Linked DNA regions of Sus scrofa: region 2 is linked to region 1. A link is a contact called in public Hi-C data. All regions are on one chromosome and are shown on one strand. The core of a region is the stretch at or near the end of the contact, and the rest is flanking DNA. Distances in the headings are between cores, read along the strand shown. Region 1 holds the start of PARS2 (probable proline--tRNA ligase, mitochondrial). Region 2 holds the start of TTC4 (tetratricopeptide repeat protein 4).

What was found. Hi-C and Micro-C count contacts between places; a contact is called where the count stands out from the background.
Region 2: a contact with region 1 is called in a Hi-C map of skeletal muscle, with 7 times the contacts expected there. The contact joins the promoter of TTC4 here to the promoter of PARS2 in region 1. A contact is called at or near these places in 4 of 47 Hi-C or Micro-C datasets (heart right ventricle, liver and skeletal muscle).

The regions. Positions count from the first base shown.
Region 1 is chr6:157,586,804-157,592,207 of Sscrofa11.1, reverse strand. It overlaps PARS2 (probable proline--tRNA ligase, mitochondrial), which reads right to left and starts at 3,223. Exons shown (of 4, transcript XM_003127972.3): 1 at 3,126-3,223.
Region 2 is chr6:157,649,237-157,654,640 of Sscrofa11.1, reverse strand. TTC4 (tetratricopeptide repeat protein 4) reads left to right here and starts at 2,965. Exons shown (of 10, transcript XM_003127973.4): 1 at 2,965-3,153; 2 at 3,759-3,876. The coding sequence starts at 3,043.

The sequences.
Region 1 (5,404 bases), core at 1,974-4,473:
TCACAGCCATGCCAGATCCGAGCCTCGTCTGTGACTTACACCACAGCTCACAGCATCACCCGATCCTTAACCCACTGAATGAGGCTGGGGATTGAACCCACAACCTCATGGTTCCTAGTTGGATTTGTTTCCGCTGCACCACGATGGGAACTCCTATTGCGGGAACTTAGAGAAGTTATAAAATGTTATTAGAACGGTATCTGGGAGTTCCCGTCGTGGCACAGTGGTTAACGAATCCGACTAGGAACAATGAGGTTGCAGGTTCAATCCCTGCCCTTGCTCAGTGGGTTAATGATCCGGCGTTGCTGGTCCAGAGGGCTTGGTGAGGGTGGGTATATGAGGGTGGGGTAAGGGGGGGATCTCCTCTGCCCAGATGCAGGGCACCATCATCTCTCACCTGGGCCCCCAGCTTCCATACCCACTCCCCTCCAGCCCATTCTCCACTCTGCCGTCACAGGGGACACATCCAAAACAAAGACGGCAGCAGCTTTTCTTGCTCGAGATCCTCCAGCATGGAGTGGATAAGCAATGAGATCCTGCTGTATAGCGCAGCGAACTACATCCAGTCATTTCTGAAACATGATGGAGGATAATGCGAGAAAAAGAATGTATATATGTGACTGGGTCACTTTACTGTACAGTAGAAATTGACACGACACTGTAAACCAACTAAAATGGAAAAAATAAAAATCACTATATATTAAAAAAAAAAAAAATCCTCCAAAAGCTTCCTGCTACCCTTAGAATCAGGTCTAAGCTTCGACCTTCATGGTGCCCATGGCCCCACGTGAGCTGCCTGCTGGTCCCCTCTGGCCTCCTCGGACCCTTGCCCTCTCGTGCTCCAGCTGCAGCACTAAAACACAGTCCCCTCTGCATAGAATGCTCCTCTCCCCCTCGCGTACTGACGTCTACTCACCCTCCAGGCCTCAGGAGTGCTACCCTGTCGTCTGGGATACCTTTCTGGACCCACGTCCCATACCCCAAAGACCAGTTTCTCCCGTGGGAGCACCCCTCTCCCCCATGGAACACCAATCAGTCTTTGGAGTTACTGCTCCTTTGGCCGCTGGTCTTCCTCCAGGCACTCGGCTGTGCATGCAAGGGCCATATCTCACTTGCTTGTCACATAGAGGGGCTTACTAGACACTGTCTACTGAATGAGCGTGTAGCTTTCTGGATAATTTTATTATTTTTTATTATTATTTTTATTTTTTCTTTTTAGGGCCGCACCACGACATATGGAAGTTCCGTGGCTAGGGATCGAATCAGAGCTGTAGCTGCCAGCCTACACCACAGCCACAGCAACTCAGGAACCAAGCTGAATCTGCGACCTACACCACAGCTCATGGCAACGCAGGATCCTTAACCCAATGAATGAAGCCAGGGATCGAACCCGCATCCTCATGGATACTGGTCGGGTTCATAACCTGCTAAGCCATAACGGGAGCTCTGATTTTATTTTTTTTAGGCAAGAAATAGATTTATTAAGACAGAATGCTTGTGAGGGATATAAGCAGGTGGGCAGGCAAAGAAGCTCTGCCTGATTTTATAAAATATTTACACATTCCTAAGGGCAGCACAATATCCCACTGATTAAATCAAAAACAATTCCTGGAGTTCCATCATGGCACAGCAGAAACGAATTCAACTAGGAACCGTGAGGCTGTGGGTTCGATCCCTGCCTCGCTCAGTGGGTTAGGGATCCAGCATTGCCGTGAGCTAAGGTGTAAGTCGCAGATGCCACCCGGATCTGGCGTTGCTGTGGCTGTGGCGTAGGCCGCAGCTATAGCTCCAATTGGACCCCTAGCCTGGAACCTCCATACGCTGAGGGTGCAGCCCTAAAATGACAAAAGACAAAAAAAACAAAAAAACAATTCTCTGGGGAGTTCCCGTGTGGTTCAGTGGGTTACAAACCCAACTAGTATCTACGAGGATGCAGTTCAATCCCTGGCCTCACTCAGTGTAGGCTGCAGACATGGCTCAGATCCCAAGTTGCTGTGGCTGTGTAGGCCCACAGCTGCAGCTTTGATTTGACCCCTAGCCCAGGAACTTCCATAGGCTGCAGGTGTGGCCCTAAAAAGAAAACAAAAAAACAAAAATGATTCTTCAGAGTTACCAATTTTTTCTGTTATAACATAATCTACAATAAACAGAAGGGTTTCTTGTTACATATTTGGGAGAGATTTTCAGGAATGAATTACTGAGTCAAAAAGTATATAAACCCTTTCAAGGTTCTTGATTTATTGCCGAATAAAACGAGCACCTCTAATCTCCAGCATATCCTCATGGAGCAAAGCTCTCCAGCCTTATGCCGAGAATGGGTTACTGACTCCCCTCAGCTCTGGGAAGGTCAAATTCCCCAGGTGGTTCCCTCCAGCTTTCAGCGGCTTCACATCCCACAGCTGGTCCACTCCAACCTCAAGCAGCTTCATCTATTTCCCCCGGGCACTGTACAAACAGTATCATTTCCTATGTGGCCTATGACCTGAAAAAGGATGGGAGCCCTAACGTGACTGAGTAGAAAAGTGCAGACTCGGGAGGCAGGGCATGCTGGTTCACTCCTGGCACCACCACTTAAGGCCCCACCTCAGGCCCGTGGCCCAAACCAGAAACACCTTCCCCTTGATTCCTCTCCAAGTAAATGAGTCTGTCTGTAAGATTTCTTTCATGTGCACGCCCTTCTTTCCGTCTCTCACCTTCCTTCCCAACTCGGGTTTGGAAGTCCCTCAATACAGCCTGCTACATTCCGGTAGCCCCGTGGATCTGAAATTCAAGCAAGCATCCGAATCATCTGGAGGGCTTATTAAACACTGATTATGGGGCCTCATCCCTAGAGTTTCTGATTCATTAGGTCTCGGAGATTTCTAACAAATCCTCAGTTACAACGACCCGAGGCAGACAAGGGAGGAAGTCCTGCCCCCATTTCACAAGGGAGGAAACAGACTAGGAGACAAGCATAATCCAAGAGTTTCAGTGACTGTGACCCAGCCCCAATCCAAGGACCGGAGGCACGTGAGAAAACGGACGCCAGGGTTCTAGGTCTCGGCGTCCAGGACCGAGCGCAGTCTTTGTTCCGCAGCCTCCCGCCCTTCCCTCAACCCTCAGCCCTCGCTGTCACCCATGCTCACCAGGTTTACTCCCTGCCAACTCGGCCCGCGCGGCGACCGCCGTGCCCGACCAGCGCGCGTGCGCCGGGGGCGTATCCACGTCAAACTCCGCCTCCTGTCCTTACCGCCAATCACAAAGCCGTGCTCGGGGGACTGGCCCCACCCCACGCTAGAGGTTTGCAGGAAACTTAGCCGCGGAGAAAGAACATGCTCGTAGATTGGCCTGGGCAGCAATAAGTAAATCACCATCCGGGAAGTGCCCTCTAGGATTTAGGGAGGTGTAACTCTATGATCAAGGCCAATTTCCCAGGTTTTGAGCCTAAAGTTCCCACCCACTGCCAGGGCCCGCCCCACTCTCGGAATAGGAGACCCGCCTTGGATGTTGTAACTATGACAACAGCGGGCCAAGCGAGTTTGAATCTATCCTGCGATTTTACAGGCTTTCAATTTAAATAAATTAAAAAGTTTAAACAGTGGAAATGAAGCACCTTTATTTCATCTTTAAGACACTAAGACAAACTTTTATTCACAAAATATTTTTTGAACAGCTGCCGTGTCCCAGCCCCTTGAAGAAACGGGGAATGGTGAACAAAACAGACAGGGTTCCCTGCATTCAGTGTAGCTTACATTCTAGTCAATAAATCAATACAGTGAAAGTTAAAGGGAGGCCAAAGATCTCAGGGGTCAAGATAAGTGGTATTTTAATGCAATTAAGTTTTTAAAAATAATGCAAAAACTCCATGATGCACAAATGGTCAAAATTTTATGTAAAGACAGGACCCATTAGTCAGATGGTGTTAAATACTGTGAAGAAAAATTAATTAGACAAGGGAAAGCATTGGCGGTCTGTGGTTGCCATTTAAAATAAAAGGATCAAGGAAAGTCTGATGGAGTAGGTGACAGTTTAGCAAAGACCTGAAGGAGCTGAGAGGGCCTTGCAGATATGGGGGGGGGGAAAGAATGTTCTAGACACAGAGAACAAAAAGTGCCAAACGCCCTGAGGTGGGAGCTGTGTATCATATGACGCTACCTAACTGGTAACCGCTATAGTTTATTCAGCGCCTAAAATGTACACGACCCAGTGCAAGACCCTGGTGGTTCTGATACTGGCCCCAAGAAGCTCTCAGCCCACCAGGATCTGCCAGGAAAAATACTGTGTGATCCGTGGTGTAATAGGGTGGGCTGAGGGGGCTGAGAACAGTCCTCTAGGAATGCTGGGAAAGAGGGCTTCCCTGAGGAGGTGAGCTTCAAGCCGACCCTGAAGGATGAGTGGAGGTTAGCAACACAAGAATGGCAGTGGGAGGGGATTGGAAGGTCCAGGACACACGCAGGCCCTGAATCAGGAAATGATGAGCCAGTGTGAGGGGCGTGGGATGGGGTAGGGTTTACATCTTTGTTTCCCTCCGCTCCCAACACCGTGCCTGATAAACAAACCAAAGCAGTGGTTCTTAAACTTGACCGCACTGGGAATCGCTCGGTCCCAGCCCCACGATGCTGGTCTTTGATCTGGGGTGGGCCTGGGCATCAGTACTTTAGACTCCTCCTTGATCCTAACATGAAGCCTGGGCTCGATCCCTGGCCTAGAAGAAGGGCTTCAGATAGCCTGGTGCAGGGAGGGGAGATGGGAGACGCATGTCATCGTCCTGGTCTTACAGCCGAGAAAAATACAGCTTGGTGGGCTCCATGACTGGCATCTGCTCACCAGCTGGAAGGTGGGGCAGAACCTGGGCTGGACCTGAGCGCTTCTGCTCTAAGAGCATCATTCAGCCACTGCAGCCCAGCTCTGTGCTCTGGGCTTTCCCCAAAGAAGGCAGTCCCCAAGGTCCCCATGCCTCCTCTCTAGAGACAAAAGGAGAAAAATCTTCAGGATCCAACGCAGCCTTAGACTTCTCCTGGCTCTTTATGCACTTTCTTACATCCCTTCCAATCCTGGAAGAGCCAGGCATCCTTCCTCTGCACCCTGAGGTGTTAATTATTTCTCAATTAGTAGTTCCTGGCTCTAGAGCATAGTGGTGTGGAGAGGCCTAATGACTTGCCATGTTTATACACCCCCACATCTTCAGAGCACTTTACCAATGGTAACTAATTAGTGCTCACGACCCCCTTGGGAGGTAAGCCGAGAACTGCTGCCTTTTGCCGAGAGTTCGCAGGAGGCTCTGCAGACGGGAGCTGCAGGGTCCCCTCAAGCCAGCCATGGTCACAGTAGATTTGCTCCTCACTGAGAAAGTCCAGGGTGGTGGAGACCAGAATATAGTCCTCTCACTGCCAGTAACTTCCTGGGTGACCTTTCAATCAATTCA
Region 2 (5,404 bases), core at 1,716-4,215, 63 kb before region 1:
TGCTGGCTGTATGCAGTGGAGCTCGACAGAGGGCTCGCAGATGGAAACAGGTTTTGGATCCATCTGTGCACAGGTGTGAGCTGAGCTTCCCTGGGTGAGTGTGCAGAGCTGAAGGCCTGAGGAGCACCTCCATCTAAGCTCCTGCTGGGGATGAGGAACCCGTGAATCTGACCACACGATCATCCCCCAGTAAATGTAGGCCAAGGCCATCTGGATTCTGGGCCTAAGAGAGAGTCGGAAATGGGGTGGTCCTATTGCATAACCCTGTCCATGGCCAAGAATGTTCACAAGCTTTGCCTCGTTGGAGTCTCACAGGAGCCGCATGGAGCTATGGGGAAGGCAGGCAAGCTTCACTGCCCACATTCCACAGATGAGGACGGGGCTCAAAGATGGGTAGGTCTTGTCCAGGATCACAAAAGGGAATCAATAGAAATGTGGATTCCAGAGCCCCCCAATTCCCATGCCTGAGCTCTTTCCAACCAGAGACACTGCTGCCAGAAGCCAGGTCTGGAGTAGCTTTGACAGCAGCTGCCACCTTCTGGGTCTGGGAGGTCTTGAAGCACAATGGAGGCCGATAGGTTCAGTTATTGGCCCAGGGCCCCAAGTAATCTCCAGTTGGCTTCCCCAGGCCAGGGATCAAATCCACGCCATAGCTGCAACCTGCACCGCAGCTGAGCAACTCAGGATCCTTAACCTACTGTGCCACACATGGGAACCTCCAGGAATCAAATTTTTATTTTTTATTTTTATCTTTTTTGCCATTTCCAGGGCTGCTCCCGCGGCATATGGCGGTTCCCAGGCTAGGGGTCTAATCGGAGCTGTAGCTGCCGGCCTACACCAGAGCCACAGCAACTCGGGATCCAAGCCTCGCCTGCAACCTACACCACAGCTCATGGCAATGCCAGATCCTTAACCCAGTGAGCAAGGCCAGGGATCGAACCTCAACCTCATGGTTCCTAGTCAGATTCATTAACCACTGAGCCACGACAGGAACTCCGAGGAATCAAATTTTTAAATGGAAGCAGAAGGACTGTGTAGGCTCTGTGTGCAAGAAGGGAAAGGATAAGGAAGAGGAGAATAAGAAGGGGACCTTTAGGGAGCAGACTGGAGAGGGAAGTGGATTTGATTTGCATTTCTTGAATAATCAGTGATGTTGAGCATTGTTTCAAGTGCTTGTTGGCCATTTGTATATCTTCCTTGGAGAAATGTCTATTCGGGTCTTTTGCCCATTTTTCCATTGGGTGGTTGGCTTTTTTGCTGTTGTATAAGTTGTTTGTATATTGTAGAGATTAGGCCCTTGTCATTTGCATCATTTGAAACTATTTTCTCCCATTCTGTACGTTGTTGGAGAGGGAAGTGGCAAAGGAGATTTGGATTTGGAGGAAAGGGAGCATTTGGACCAGGTGTTCTGCTGGGTGTGGGCGAAGTAGAAGGGAAAAGACACAGTCTTGGCTCTGGAAGGCTCATGGCCCTTCATGTGTCATTGTTAGCCCTGCTGTCTGTCTCATCCTCATATCAAATAATGAGCAAGCCTGCCAGCTCTGCTTCTGGGCTTTAGATCTCTTTTCTTCCCTGGCTTCTCACCAGCACCCTCCTTGTCCATCTCTTAACCCAGCCTCCCCCATCCATCCTTCACCTGGCAACCCAGGCCTTCCTAAAAAAATTTGCCCTCAGATCTGAGAGGGGCTCACTCTTCTCTGCAGGATAATGGGCTGCAGGGCAGTCAGCCTTTTTCTTAACTCTTGCAGTATCCAGCATGCGGGCTGTTGCCCACCCCCATGTCTCTGCACATGGCTCCCACTGCCTAAAATGCCCAACTTCCCTGCAGCCCTCATCTGTCTGCAGAGACCTACCCCATCTCTGCTCTTAGGTCTGCATCACCTCCTCTGTGAAACCTGCCCGAATACCTCAGGGATTGTCAAGTCCCTGTGCCTCCATCGTGCAGGCTTGTGACCAGCCCAGGTGAGATAGGTCTGCTGCCTACCTGTTCTTCCTTCTAGATCAGGCTATAAGCTCCTCAGAGCATAGCACCCAAGGCAGGGTCCAGCAGTCATTTACTGGGTAACTCAGTGACTGTAGGAAGGCACACCTGGCCCAGAGGACTTGTTTCCATCTCTGCTGTGTAGGCTGGGGTAGGGGCGGTTAACTTCAGAAAGAGTCTGATCACATCCCCCCTTTTCTCATAGCTCTCCAAAAGGGAGTTCCCCGGTGGCTTACGAGGTTAAGGATCCAGCAATGTCACCACTGTGGTTACTGCTGTGGGGTGGGTTTGAGTCTTGGTCCAGGAATTTCCGCATGCCAAGCGTGCCCCCCAAACAAACAAAACCAAAAACTCTCTGAAAGGTCTCACTGCACACTGCACTCTGAAACCCAAGGAAAACCCGAGCTTGCAGAATCTCAGCCTATTATCCCTCCCACCTACCTTTTGCTCACACTCTTTGCTGCAACCACCACCCCAGCCCTCTCTGTTCCCTCCATGGGGAATGCTCTTCCCTAGAAAAACCCTGGCCATTCCCAGGCCTCTTTCTTTGCTTTTGAATGCCTGACACCCTGTTTAACACTTTTCTTCAACAATTCTGGCTACCACCTGACAAACTCTCAGGTTTTGTCTGTCTCTCCCTCTGCCTTATCATCTAGAGGGGAGGGATTATACCTGCTTTGTCCAGCACTGTACACCCAGCGACTAGAACAGCCCTGAAACACAGAAGGGGCTTAGGAATAGGTGCTGACTGACTGAATGAGTAAATGAAGTGATAGTATTGTGAGGCCCTGGGCTCATCCACGACCCCAAAATTATTCTTGAGGGCAGGGCAGCAGCATGACTGAGGGGTGGGACGGGCCAGCAACTTGCCCGGGGTTTGGGGATGGGGGGCGGGGTAGAGTGGGAAGGGTGGAGTCGGGTCGGCCACGCCCCCAGCAGAGCGGAACGCGAGGCCAGCGGGCCGGCGCCGCCCGGAAGATTGAAGGAAGAGCACCCGCGCCGCCGGAAGTAGCCGAGTGGTTCTCAGCGCCTAGACCGTGGCGGTGGGACAGAGGGCTGCCATGGAGCGCCCAGAGCTGGGGGCCAGTTCAGACGACGCTATGGACTCGTTTCTGGAAAAGTTTCAGAGCCAGCCTTACAGCGGCGGCTTCCACGAGGACCAATGGGAGGAGGTGGGTGGGCCCGGGGTCTCCGCACGTGTGTGTGTGTGTGTGTCTCGTGGGGGGCGGGGGGCGTCGTCAGAACTCCTGGGGCCTCCTCTGTCCCGAAGGTGCCTCCCTCGCCACTTCTAGCGCTGCCGGAGGATAGATGGTTTCTACTTGAGTGTGAAAAATCGGCCTCTGCGTTTCCAGGGTCTTCTTAAGCTGCAAATACATTTAGGCGTGCAGGTTTTGGGGTCAGACACCGGTGGTTCTACTTACTGGCTGTTACTTACTTCACTTATCTGAGCCCGTCTCCTCATTTGTAAAATTCCCCTAACTCGAGCACCAATCTCTAGAGTTGCGGCGAAGCTAAAGTGAGAGGGTGGGGAAAGTGCCGGGCACATGAGTGCTCAACTCATGATGATTATTACTGCTTTTGTAAGAATGTGAGAACTGAAGGATCTTTAGGGGTTTTCTACTCTCTTTCACAGGTAGGAAACTGAGGCCTGGCTAGGAAGAGATAGAGCCAATCATGATGATTTGCAAATCATGATGAGAAAACTTTGATGTAGGAACATGGAATTGGATCTATTCGGGAGGAAATCCTATTTGTACAGTTCATTCTTCTCTTCTAGGAATTTGAAAAGATCCCCCTATTTATGAAGAAAGCACCATCAGAAATTGATCCCAAAGAGAATCCTGACTTGGCTTGCCTCCAGTCAATTATTTTTGATGAAGAACGATCTCCAGAAGGTATCTTCAAAGACTCTAACATTTGTTTTGCTTCTCCATTAAATTGAGATAAAGCGTGAGTCAGAAAGGTTCTGATTGATAACAAGAAGTAGTTAGCCTAAGCTAATGTGTCACTATTATTGCGGATATACTTCTTTGGATACCTGCTAAACACTAGCCATTGGGGATTTGGGAGAAAGGTCATATTCCAATGGATGGACAAATCTTCCTAAAGCATCAGGACAGCTGTGTGTGATCAGGGCAAACCTAGCAATATTCTCGGAGCTGCCGGAACACCTGGTGCTGCCCGGGGAGATAGGAATGGGCTTTCAGTGGATTGAAAATTTGAACTGAATTGTAACAATTTTATAGGCTCTTGGCTAGGGTGATGAGGGGGAATTTGCATTGCAGGAAATCAAACAACATACACAAAAGCAGAAGTGTAATTTCCCCCTATTTCTTCAGTAATTAAAAAAAAAAGTCCTATCTTCAAGAGCTAGCATGAGCATCTTTTTTCCTTTATGCTTCTTTTTGCCTTTTTTTTTTTTTTGTTGTTGTTGCTATTTCTTGGGCCACTCCCGCGGCATATGGAGGTTCCCAGGCTAGGGGTTGAATCGGAGCTGTAGCCACCGGCCTACACCAGAGCCACAGCAACACGGGATCCAAGCTGCGTCTGCAACCTACACCACAGCTCCCGGCAACGCCGGATCGTTAACCCACTGAACAGGGGCAGGGACCGAACCTGCAACCTCAAGGTTCCTAGTCGGATTCGTTAACCACTGCGCCACGACGGGAACTCCTCCTTTATGCTTCTTGTTCTTGGTAAGTACTTAATAATCTACACCTTGTAAGCTATTTGGGATTGATTTTAGCATTCAGTACATGTGACTTAATGTTTCTCCATGTTGGGAGTTCCCAGTGCAGCACAGCGGAAAGGAATCTGTCTAGGAACCATGAGATTGTGGGTTCGATCCCTGGCCTCGCTCAGTAGGTTAAGGATCCGGCGTTGCTATGGCTGTGGTATAGGCTGGCAGCTGTAGCTCTGATTGGACCTCTAGCCTGGGAACCTCCATATGCCACAGGTGTGGCCCTAAAAAGAAAAAAAAAAAAATTTCTCTATGTTGATACCCAGTTTTACAGCATTCATTTTTGTTTTCTTGCCCTGTTGTTTTCTTCTGTTTGGTTTATCATATATCAACATTATTGCATGATTTAGAACCTTTTTTTTTTTGGCCTTTTAGGACCACAGGTGCAGCATATGAAAGATCCCAGGCTAGGGATGGAATCAGAGCTGCAGCCGCCAGCATGTGCCACAGCCAGAACAACACAGGATCCAAACCTCGTCTGCAACATACACTGCAGCTCAAGGCAACGCCACATCCTTAACCCACTGAGTGAGGCCAGGGATTGAACCTGCATCCTCAAGGATCCTAGTTGGGTTCATTACCACTGAGCCTCAATGGGAACTCCCTAGAATCTGTTTTTAATGAACCTTTAAAAAATAGGCTATAGTGATTATTTTTTCTCTCTCTCTCTTCCTTTTTTTTTT